Linked DNA regions of Sus scrofa: region 2 is linked to region 1. The links are chromatin contacts, called in public Hi-C maps. All regions are on one chromosome and are shown on one strand. The core of a region is the stretch at or near the end of the contact, and the rest is flanking DNA. Distances in the headings are between cores, read along the strand shown. Region 1 has its middle 45 kb from the start of C17H8orf4. Region 2 has its middle 43 kb from the start of C17H8orf4.

What was found. A called contact is a pair of places that touch in the nucleus more often than the background predicts.
Region 2: a contact with region 1 is called in a Hi-C map of liver, with 2.5 times the contacts expected there. The contact joins two enhancer-like sites. A contact is called at or near these places in 1 of 5 promoter capture datasets (liver) and 2 of 47 Hi-C or Micro-C datasets (embryonic fibroblasts and liver).

The regions. Positions count from the first base shown.
Region 1 is chr17:9,393,395-9,399,221 of Sscrofa11.1, reverse strand. No RefSeq gene overlaps it. Among named protein-coding and RNA genes, the nearest start is that of C17H8orf4, 45 kb to the left of the region's middle. Within about 2 kb of position 3,736, at least 7 of the 83 cell types and tissues checked have an H3K27ac peak or open chromatin away from gene starts, as enhancers often do. A contact at or near this core is called in liver, where this site is marked.
Region 2 is chr17:9,481,408-9,487,234 of Sscrofa11.1, reverse strand. No RefSeq gene overlaps it. Among named protein-coding and RNA genes, the nearest start is that of C17H8orf4, 43 kb to the right of the region's middle. Within about 2 kb of position 2,979, at least 13 of the 83 cell types and tissues checked have an H3K27ac peak or open chromatin away from gene starts, as enhancers often do. A contact at or near this core is called in liver, where this site is marked.

The sequences.
Region 1 (5,827 bases), core at 2,487-4,986:
CTTGAACTGTATCCAGTCTCTTGGGATAGACCATAATGGAAGATAATATGAGAAAAAGAATGTGTGTGTGTTTATATATATATATAAAATATGTATATTTCTGTCAATATATTCTTCTATTTGTTTTACATACTATTTTTTGTTTTATATATATATATATATAAACATATATAGATATATGACTGGGTCACTATGCCATACAGCAGAAATTGACTCAACAGTGTAAATCGACTTTAATTAATTAAAGTTAATAAAAATTTAATTAATAAAACATTTTATTAATTAATACAATTTAATTTAATTAAGAAAAAGCATTTCCTCTTTTTTACATTGCCCTCAAACTTGGCAGTTAGAGTGTGCTGTTGCTTGCCTGGTAGATGGAGGTACGAAACAGGTAGGGTTGGGATTTTTGGAAGGCAGAATGTGGAACAGCTCTGGTCTGAGCCTGGAAGGCTGGCCTGGCATAGGAGGAGAGAAGGAAGGCTAGTTGGGGATTCAAGTAACAGGGTTGTCAGGCCATTTCCCAAAGCGTTCCTCTGAGAAGGGAAGCAAGGACACTCACTGTAATGTATCCCATCCCAGCCCAGGAAAAGAGCAAGGACACAGAGGACGATGGTCAATGTCCTGATGGGGCGGCCCATTCACCAATGTTCATTGTATGGTTTATTCAGAGAATGTACATGTATATTATATACACTCACCAGTAGGTGGATGTATTTTGTAATTAAATAAATGGGGGAAGAAGAGTGAAGAAGAGTATGGAAGACAATATCACCGTGGATTTCTGGCAATATACTCTTCTATTTCTTTCACATACTATTTTCTGTTATATGATCTTCAGACTAGGATTGTGAGGTGGAAAGACTCACCCTTTATTTCAGATATGCTCAGGAGGGTGGAAAAGTGATGTATGTTAGCGGGCAATATTCAACAATTTAATCAGGAAAAAAGAATTGAGAAAGATCACTGACTGTGGTTCCTCACTTGGCAAAACATCCTTATTTGCCATCTCAAATCAATTTGTGAGCCAGGAGGGTTTTTCATCCATAATTATTATCTTCTAAAAGAGTCTTTAATCACTAACAGGAAATTTTATAGTTCAATGAATGCACATTCAAAACGATTGCCAACTTGTAAAAGAAAATATCTAGCTTTAGAATATTTACTGCGTTTTTAGTACTCTGGCTTTCAAAAGCTAAGAGTATTTTGAATTCTTCTTGGTTATCAACACAATGTAGAGTGCTTATTAAAAACTCAAGCTGAAAGAAGTTTGGCATTGTATGTGATTTCTAAACAGAAAGCACCTCCCCCCCAAACATATGTGTATCAAAACCTCTTGAGATTGACCTACATGGAGAACAGTTTCAAGGATAAAAACTGAAGTGTGTTTATTATACCCATTTCCTACTGAGAATATAAATGAGTAGAGACCTTATTATGAAACCCCTTTGAATTGGATTCTTTTCTCCAGCAACTCACATTTACTACTGTTAGTTCCATTTTAAAGCCAATGTGAATTCAGATGTGAGGAAGGAAATGCTTTATTCATATGAAATTTCAGCAGTGATTTATACCCGGTTGCTTGAGGCAAAAAGCAAGATGAAAGTACTTTATTCCCCATTTAGAATTCTTTTCCGCAGCTCATAAGTAAAATTCCTCCTCGCTGGGGTTATTGAGTTTAAAGTCACTTAAAACCCTGAAAAACTCATGCAAGAGGCGCCCTCTACTTGGACGAAGTCCTAGCCAACTACAGAGGTTGCTTAGATAGAAGATTTGGCATCTCGAAGGTCAAAGATGGTGTAAGAAATTTGCTAAGATGACCAGAACAAAAGACCAAGTAGATAGTCTCATTGGATTTCTGTGAGGGAGAAGTGGGTTCAAAGGTGGGAACAATTGAACAGAGTGAATTTGGGAGAGCTTTGAAAACTAGACTGAAAAGGTATTGCTTTTCACTGATCAATAGTAAATCATGACATGCTCTTGAGAAATGAAAGACTCCAGCTGCTGCAGTATTTCAAGAGACTTAGCCTGGTAGCTGTAGGCCAGTTGACTTGGATGCAAAGAGTACACATTTTGGATTAACCAGAACTACAATGATAGAGGCCTGTGTAATTAGGAAGCAGGATGGATAGGGAGATAACTTTGAAGAGTAATTTAAAATTTCAATTTGGAGTGGAAAGGCAATGAGATCTTGCTGTATAGCACAGGGGTGTATCTAGTCACTTATGATGGAACATGATGGAGGATAATGTGAGAAAAAGAGTATATTTATATCACTTTGCTATAGAGCGGAAATTGACAGAACATTGTAAATCAACTATAATTTTAAGAACCTTTAAAAAAAAAAGAAACAAAATTTCAAAGAAGGAAGAAGACTTTCCTCTTTCTCTTCCTTTGCGTGGAAGTAGGAACATGTTAGGAGGTGGAAGAATAAAGTATGATTGCAAAGCTTTCAACCTTCATAATTGAGATGGTGGACAGAGTGAGACCTTTGGACATGTTTGTGATTTGCATTTGGATTTAGGCGAAGAAGACCCACTTGATTTGGGCATGTGGGGTTTGCGGTGACCATAGGACATCCAACCAGATGTATTTAGTAGGATGTGTGAATGGTACGGTCATCAGCTCTGTAAAAATATCAGTCATGGCTACTTCTCCAAGGGAATTAGAATGAGAAAGTCATAGGGGCTAAGAAAGACCTTCAATGAAAGAAAAAAAACCTGGAGTTCCCACTGTGGCACAAGGGAACTGGTGTCATCTCTGCAGCACCCTGGGATGCAGACTCCATCCGCAGCCTAATACAGAGCGTTAAGAATCTGGTGTTATCCCAACTGTGGTCCATCCCAGGAACTCCATATGCAGTGGGCAGTCAAAAAAGGAAAACAGAAAAGAAAGAAAGCAAGAAAAAAAAAGTGCCGAAAAAGCAGAGTGAAGGAAAAGGAAGAGAGGTAGGGGAAACAGAATGGTTCAAATCTGTGGAAAGAGAGATAAAAGAGGATTAAAAGAGATGGATACCAAAGTCAAACCTCTGGTTGATGTCAAGGACATGAAATTTGTGAACTGGCCACCTTGACGGAGCTGTCAATGGAATGGTTAGAGTGAAAGTCAAAATACAGTCACTGCAGGTGGAGAGGGAGGATGTAGATTAAGAAACAAAGAAACTAGAAGGTGTAAAGAAGATGGCAGCTGTGGAAAGACCAGGGGCAGCTGGAAGGGTTTATTTTAGGGCTTGGGACTCTTGGGGCTGGGGACAGCTTTTGGACCTGGAGTTGAGAGGCTACATGTTTTTTAAGAGTTTTACTGAAGTCTAGTCGATTGATATTTCTGCTGTCCAGCAAAGTGACTTGGATATGCATACATGTATTCTTTTTTCATATTCTTTTCCATTATGGTTTGTCACAGGATCCTCAATACAGTTCCCCGTGCTACACAGTAGGACCTTGTTGTTCGTCTGTTCCCATATATAATAGTTTGAGAGGGTGCATGTTGTGAGGGCGCATATCCTAAAGTACCATGATGAACCCGGCAATGGGTCCAATGCTGTATAACCTGACTGTTGTTTTAAGTTTATGGCTTGAATGGAAGAGTTTCAAGGATCAGCTCACATGAATAAGCGGGAGAAAGAGGAGATGCAAAATACCCTTTGTACTGGATTTCACTGTAAAAGTCAGCCTCGCGACGCCCTTCAAACTGGTAGGAAGCCAGCATCTTCAGAGCCTACTAACTTCCTGCTCAAACTGTGAGGACAGACTAAAACCAGATGTGTTGTGACCTTCTCAAAACCTACACTCAGGCAGGAGGCCATAATATGCTGTTTAAATACAGCCCACGTGTCCCTGATGCAGGGCCTCCTTTTCCAGGATGTATGGGCACGGGGCCGTGGAGGGGGTAAGTGTGATGCCAGCTGCAGAGGCTCCAGGCTAGGATCTTACAAAGAACAAGCTCCCCCTGCATGTGAACAGATGCGTCACGAGTGGTTCCTCTTCAATTCTGAGATGTTTCACCCTAAAGCTTCAGCCACTAAGGAGACACTTGACATGCAATTGTGACCCTGTCCGATGTTCTCATAATGAAAAGAAGAAGTGGAGCTGGGTCCCTGAAAGGTCAACTTTCAGAAACTGGAAAAGACAAACAAAAGAGTGGTTTTTGTTAATGTTATTTTTTTCAACATGACTCAAGTTATAGGCCTGCTGCTTCCTTGCGGTTCTGGTTCACCAGTCAGTGCATCTCTCATTGGGAATTCTATTTTTTTTTTTTTAATTTGGCTTTGACATTGTTTTCCTAATTTGTTTCCATTTCTTCTTTTAGACCACCCAGAAAATATTTGTCTTTCATTTTTCTGTTTTCCCTCTCGCACGCACACACATGCACAAGTCTTTCTCTCTCTCATTTTAAAAGACTTTTTTTTTTTTTCGTCTTTTTAGGGCTGCATCCAGGGCATATGGAGGTTCCCAGGCTAGGGGTCGAATCGGAGCTGTAGCCGCTGGCCTATACCACAAGCACAAACACTTGGGATCCAAGCCACCTCTGTGACCTACACTAGAGCTCACAGCAATGCCAGATCCTTAACCCACTGAACGAGGCCAGGGATCGAACCTGTGTCCTCATGGATACTAGTCAGATTCGTTTCCACTGAGCCACAACAAGAACTCCTCATTTTTTTTTTCTATTTATTTAGCTTTTTAGGGCTGCACCTGTGGCATACAAAAGTTCCCGGGCTAGGAGTCAAATCAGAGCTGCAGCTGAGGCCTATACCACAGCCACAGCAGCAGTGGATCCCAGCCATATGCTGCAGGTGTGACCCTAAAACAAAAAACAAAACAAAACTGCATTAAATAAATGAGATCATATAGACATAAAAGTGTGCTGAAAGTTGTATAACCCAACACTTGTTAAAACAAATATCATCATTGTGATGTAATTATGGAAGGAATTGCCTCTTTAGGTGCTTTAATACAAATAGGCCTCTGATCTGTTTTCATTAAAGTTGGATGAGTAAATTTCCGCAATTACGAGACACATTGTTCTTTGTGAATGTATGAGCAGGCTGACCTTTTATAGATCAGCCTCCTAGAAGGTTCTATGATTCCAAAGTGGAACTAATATTGAATTGGGCTTTAGCCTTATCGCCATCTCCTTCAATCCTTCCTGCCCAAAAGGTTTTTATGCTTTCATAAGGAACTGTTGCACACATTGATATTGGCAGAATCTTGGCAGATAGGCAGAGGGAGATATTTGGAGTTAGGGAAGCATTTCAGAGTACCTAGTTAAATCATAAATTTTCTACTATCTCTTATAAGTTTTCAGCTCAGATTTCCTGAGTCTCAGATAAGATTAACTCCCCCACCCTCACACACACACACACACACACACACACACACACACACACCCAGTTTCAGTTTATAAAATGGTGTGGTGTGGAGGTCCTTGGATGGATAAAGAAGAAAGAGCAATAGGAAAAATTAGCACATGCCAATATTCCATTATAGACCCAGTCATAAATCATGAAGATAGGCTATGCCAGACATCCAGACACATGTAAATGAAGGTTGTCAATAAGAACGATGGAGGGGAGTTCCCGTCGTGGCTCAGTGGTTAACGAATCCGACTAGGAACCATGAGGTTGCGGGTTCGGTCCCTGCCCTTGCTCAGTGGGTTAAGGATCCAGCGTTGCCGTGAGCTGTGGTGTAGGTTGCAGACGCGGCTCGGATCCTGCGTTGCTGTGACTCTGGTGTAGGCCGGTGGCTACAGCTCCGATTCAACCCCTAGTCTGGGAACCTCCATATGCCGCGGGAGCAGCCCAAGAAATAGCAACAACAACAACAAA
Region 2 (5,827 bases), core at 1,730-4,229, 89 kb before region 1:
TTTTTTTTTTTTTTTTAAGAACTGGTGGTTTTAGATGCAGGACGATGACTAGTTTTCCAGGCAGGTTTAGAGAAGAAGAGCATCACAAGCAAAGGGAAAATGTTTGCACCAGCACGAGGATTACAATGGCACAGTGTGTTCAGGGAACCGGAAGTTGTTGGCATTGTCAGGGACCAAAATTCAAGGAAGTGGGTGGAGGGAGTTGGAACCACCAAAGCAGGTAGGGCTCAAAATGCAAGAAGCCCTGCGAGCCAGCCGTGTTAAAGGTTCTTGCCAGTGTATGTGAAAGGTGATGCCTTTTAGGTGGGGGAGAGGATGGTAGTGTTTTTGAGAGATGGTCGCTCAGGTTGGGATGGAAGCGTTTGGGGTGTAAGAATGGAGGCGCCAGCTGACTTTGGTTTTATACAAGCACAGGGCTCTTCACTTTGATACTTACCCTTTTTGAGTTTAGGCATGTTTTGTAGTGTTTTTGGTTTTGCATTAACTTTGTTTCTGGATGCACCTGCAGCATGTGGAAATTCTTGGGCCACGGATGGAATCCGAGAGCCACAACTGCAACCTACACCACAGATATGGCAACACCGGATCTTTTAACCCACTTCCCCGGGTAGAGGATTGAACCGTCGTCTCTGAGGAGACCTGAGCTGCTGCAGTTTCTTAACCACTGCGCCACAGCAGGGACTTCTGTTGTGTAGTTTTAACAATCCTTCTTCTCACTTCAAAGTATCCTCATCTCTGATATGGCAAAATGGTATCACTTACTTCATTTTGCATGTGGGGAATCTGGGTAAAACCGCTGTAAGTGAAGCTGAGATTAGAACTTGCATGCCTACGCCTTCATTTTCCCTCTTTTTTTTTCGTTCTTTCCTTCCTCCTCCCTCCCTCTCTCCCTTCTTTCTTCCCTCCCTTCTCTCTCTCTCTCTTTCCTTCTTTCTTCTTCAATCACAGGAAAATGTTCTCCTAAATTACTAAAGACATTGCCTAGAGATGGGGCAGTGCCCCCAAAGCAATCAGTATGGTTGCTTAAAAAAAAAAAAAAAAAACAGACACTCAATGGGGTGTATTTTACTGGGTGAAAAATTCAGTTGCCAAGCACACATTGTACACATAGGTGTGTGTAAATATATATGTATTTGTGTATATAGATTATCTCTCTCTAGGTACATGCATACGTCTATACTGAATTGCACGTAAGTTGTGTGCTTTCCAATACCGATGAATTTGGTCGCACATGGTCAAACTTTGATCTTGGTTTGTTACGTGCCTGTGTTAGGAAAAAACTGCACATCAGGTTCAGAGGCATCTAGTCCCTTGGAAATAGAATTTTTCTGTAGGGACCTTTCAAATGAGAGTCAGTGAAGAAGAGCTGTAATATCACCTGTGTGTTTCTCTGCTGCTGCTGGTTTACAAGAGTCCAACCAGCGATCCTATTCCCCAGAGAGAAAACATTTCTTTAAAGGCCAGATTTCTCCATGAGGAGTCTTTCTAGCATTTTCTTTTTTTAATACAAAATCCGCCCAACAAGAAATGCCTTTGCCCGTGTTAGCACCTGGCTCCAATTATGAGGGTTTTTTTTTTTTTTTCCTTATTAATGGCTATAAAGAGGCAGGTTGTGTAACCAGGCATAACTTTCACAGCTAAAAATAACCTAATCTCTGTTAGCAGGTCTTCGGGCACAAAACAAGGAAATTTTCTTCATGTAACACTCATTCGGTGAGTTCACTTTTCACTTATCTGAAGCCATGCCCCCCGGAAGGACCATTAGTCATAAAGGTTCTGGCTTTGAGTGTTAGGAAAATCTGTAACCACACATGTCAAGGCATAAAATTCTCCAGAAGAACAAATAAGATTCCTAAAGAATTTCCCAGATGTCTTAATAGCACCACGTAATAGCTGGCACAGATGTCCTGGCCCTCCTGTTTGACTAGGCTGTTAAGCCTGAGATAGTGTATATTAGGATTATCTCAGACACGCTGCAGGGAGAAGCAAGGATTCTTCTGGAGTCAGGCTGAATGGACCGATCCCTTCTTCATTATAATTGCAGTCTGCTCAAACATAGTTTATCTAGGACTTCCCATTGTGGCTCAGTGGGTTAAGAACTCAACTAGTATCCATGAGGATGCAGGTTCGATCCCTGGCCTTGCTCAGTCGGCTAAGGATCCAGCACTGCTGCAAGCTGTGGCATAGGTCACAGATGTGCGTAGGATGTGATGTTGCTGTGGCTATGGTGTAGATCTCAACGGCAGCTCTGATTTGACCCCCCAGCCTGGAAACTTCCATATGCTGTGGGTATGGGCCTAAAAAGAAAGAAAAATTTAAAATTAAAAAGAATAGTTTATCTGAGAGTTCCCCTGTGGCTCAGAGTGTTAAGGATCCGGGGTTGTCATGGCACAAGCACAGGCTCTGGTCACTGCTGTGGTGCGGGTTCGATCCCTGGCCTGGGAATTTCCACCTGCTGCAGGTGAGGCCAAAAAAAAAAAAAAGAAAAAAAAAGAAAAAACACTTGCTAACCTTAGAACTAGAGATTTCAGAAGGATTGTTTTTCTTCTGGCTCCTGTTTTCCCTTGTCTGCTTGAGTACCCCGTGTTGTTTGGGCCCATTTTATGCCCGAACTGGAATTAATGGTGCTGTAAACTTGAGCTCAGTCAGGGAGCCTTCACCTAAGAAACTGTTAAGGAGCAGAGCTGTAAATCTAATCATCAAATATTGAATTATCTCTAATTTATTTACTTAGGGAATGGAGAGCCTGGAGTTCTGCAATCAAATGTGTCCGGATTGATGATGAAAGAGCATTTTTAAGAGCAGGAGGAACAAAGCTTTTAGTTTTTGGCTTTTTTCTTTCCCTCCCCTAGTAAAATGCCTCCAAACAGCAGGGTTGTTAATACTAAACCCAATTTAGAAAGTGAAGGTCCCGAGGCCTCTTTATGCCAGGCCCCTTGAACCTGGCAGCAAAACCACCTTCAGCCCTTACTGCTCACAGCCTCCCTGCTGTCTGTCAAAGATGAAATACAAACATACGAATCTTCCCCCCAACCCCACCCGCCCAGAAGCAGAAACCCAATGAAGTTCTAGCATTTGTTTGCCCTTCTGCTTGTCCCAGGTGAAAGGGGCAGAGAAATGACCCAGAGTTGCTTTTTCCTTGTCCCTGTTTTGCAGTCTCCAAATGCAGGGGGCACGTCTGACTGCTCTGTAGTTGCATACTCCTGTTGTTTTATTTTCTTTATTTTATTTTGTCTTTTTAGGGCCACACCTGCAGCATGTGGAGGTTCCCAGGTTAGGGGATGAATTGGAGCTGTAGCCTGGCCTACACCAGAGCCACAGCAACGCCAGATCCGAGCCGTGTCTGTGACCTACACCACAGCTCGTGGCACTGCTGGATCCTTAACCCACTGAATGAAGCCAGGGATCGAACCTGGGTCCTCATGGTGACTGGTCAGATTCATTTCTGCTGTGCCATGGCGGGAATTCGCTCCTGTTTCTTTAAAGGTGCAGAATCACAGAGAATGTTGCATTGAATTCTGCAGAGGATCAACCATAATGGAGTTATTCCCATGTACCCACCACAGATTTGATTACCGCATCATCTTGAATGATAAATGTAAGACCATATAACACATTCATCGACAGGAAATTTTCCTCAGATCCCCCTTCGATTCGTAGAGAGGATGAGTTATGTAAAACAGCAAACCAAGCAGTCCAGTGTTTTAGTTACAAACAGGGACCCCTCAGTGTACCCTACCTACACAATAAATGGCTGCTGTGTGTCTTATGTTTGTAAAATAAAACTGAAGTTATAATCCACAGATGAAGGTGTGGTTGTGTTTCCGAATCCACAGCAGGGCTTGCTCATCGCTGCCCATGAGATCACCTGTAGGTGTTCCAGAATCTTCAAGGGGACCGGGGGATGCTGAGAGGATGTCCTGGGTTAGTCTCATAGGTTATTCAGATTTAAACACCTCCATCCCTCAACACATCCATTCTGAAACTCTTTTAATCTAAAGCAGTGGTTCTTAATGGGGGGTGGGGGGGATTTTGTCTCCCAGGGGACACTTAGCGATGTCTGGTGACATTTTTCATTGTCCCAACCATGGGAAGGCGGTGGGGTAACACTGGCATTCGTGAACAGAGGTCAGCCTTGCTAGTAGCCACATGTGTAGGACACCCAACCGCAACAAAGAGTTTTGTGGCTGCAAAGTCCCTTTGTCCATAATGATGAGCCGGAGATGTTGGATTTAAGTGAACTTGAGTTCAAGGGGTGGCACCTTACAGCCTATGAACTAGATCTGGCCCTTCTGCCTGTTTTATTATTATTATTTATTTATTTATTTATTTCGGTCTTTTTGGCTTTTCTAGGGCCTCTCCTGTGGCACATGGAGATTCCCAGGCTAGGGGTCGAATAGGAGCTGTACCCACCGACATACGCCGGAGCCACAGCAACGTGGGATCTGAGTCACGTCTGCAACCTACACCACAGCTCATGGCAACGCCAGATCCATAACCCACTGAGCAAGGCCAGGAATCGAACCCCCGCAACCTCATGGTTCCTAGTCGAATTTGCTAACCACTGTGCCACGACGGGAACTCCCTGCCTGTTTTTATAAGTAAACTTTTATTAGAATGCAGCCATGCTCGTTCCCGTACATATTGTCCATGGTGCTTTCATGCTGCAAAGATACAGCTGAGTAGTTGTGACAGAGATTGTGTGACTACAGAGCCTAAAATATTGATTATCCAGTGCTTTACAAAATAGTCAAATGGAATTTTACGATGTCAATAAGCATGTTAATTTTTCAGATCAATTTAGGTACTATTAAAAATAGTCACAGCATCGGAGTTCCTGTTGTGGCGCAGTGGTTAATGAATCCGACTAGGAGCCATGAGGTTGCGGGTTCGATCCCTGCCCTTGCTCAGTGGGTTAACGATCCGGCGTTGCTGTGAGCTGTGGTGTAGGTTGCAGACGGGGCTCGGATCCCACATTGCTGTGGCTCTGGCGTAGGCTGGAGGCTACAGCTACGATTCAACCCCTAGCCTGGGAACCCCCATATGCCACTGGAGCGGCCCAAGACATAGCAAAAAGACAAAAAAAAAAAAAAATCACAGCATCCAATGAAGGCCCATATGCAGAAATAGATCTAAGGTTCTGTGGGACCTGACTTGTATTTTGTTTTATTTATTTTTATTTTTTTCCCCCCACAGCATGCAGTGGCTTGATAAGGGATCTCAGTTCCCAGACCAGGGATTACACCACAGGGCGCAGCAGTGAAAGTGTCAAGTCCAAAGATCTAGACCCCCAGGGAACTCCCCTTGAGCTTCATTTTAAAAATGACTCTTTAGAGTTCCCATCACGGCTCAGCAGAAGCGAATCTGACCAGCATCCATGAGGAACTGGTTCCATCCCTGGCCTCACTCAGTGGGTTAAGGATCAGGCATTGCCATGAGTGGTGGTGTAGGTTGCAGATGGGGCTCAGATCTGGCATTGCTGTGGCTGCAGTGTAGGCCAGCAGCTATAGCTCTGATTCAATCCCTAGCCTGGAAACCTCCATATGCCACGGGTGTGGCCTTAAACAAACAAACAAATAAATAAAAATAAAAATGACCTCTTTAAAAAGGTCATTTATGTATGGCATGAAAATAAGTCTCAACACAGCATTGGAGCCTTGCAAATTCAAGTCCCTTTCTTTCCAGAAAAGCTCACATAAAGCAGCTTCCTGGCTGCATTCTGGCTTACCCTCTCCCACAACCCTCTAGAGCACTACAAGCCATGGGCTTCGAGCCCCAAATTAGCATCTCTAGGTTTTCAACGCTGCATAGATACACCCAGTATGAT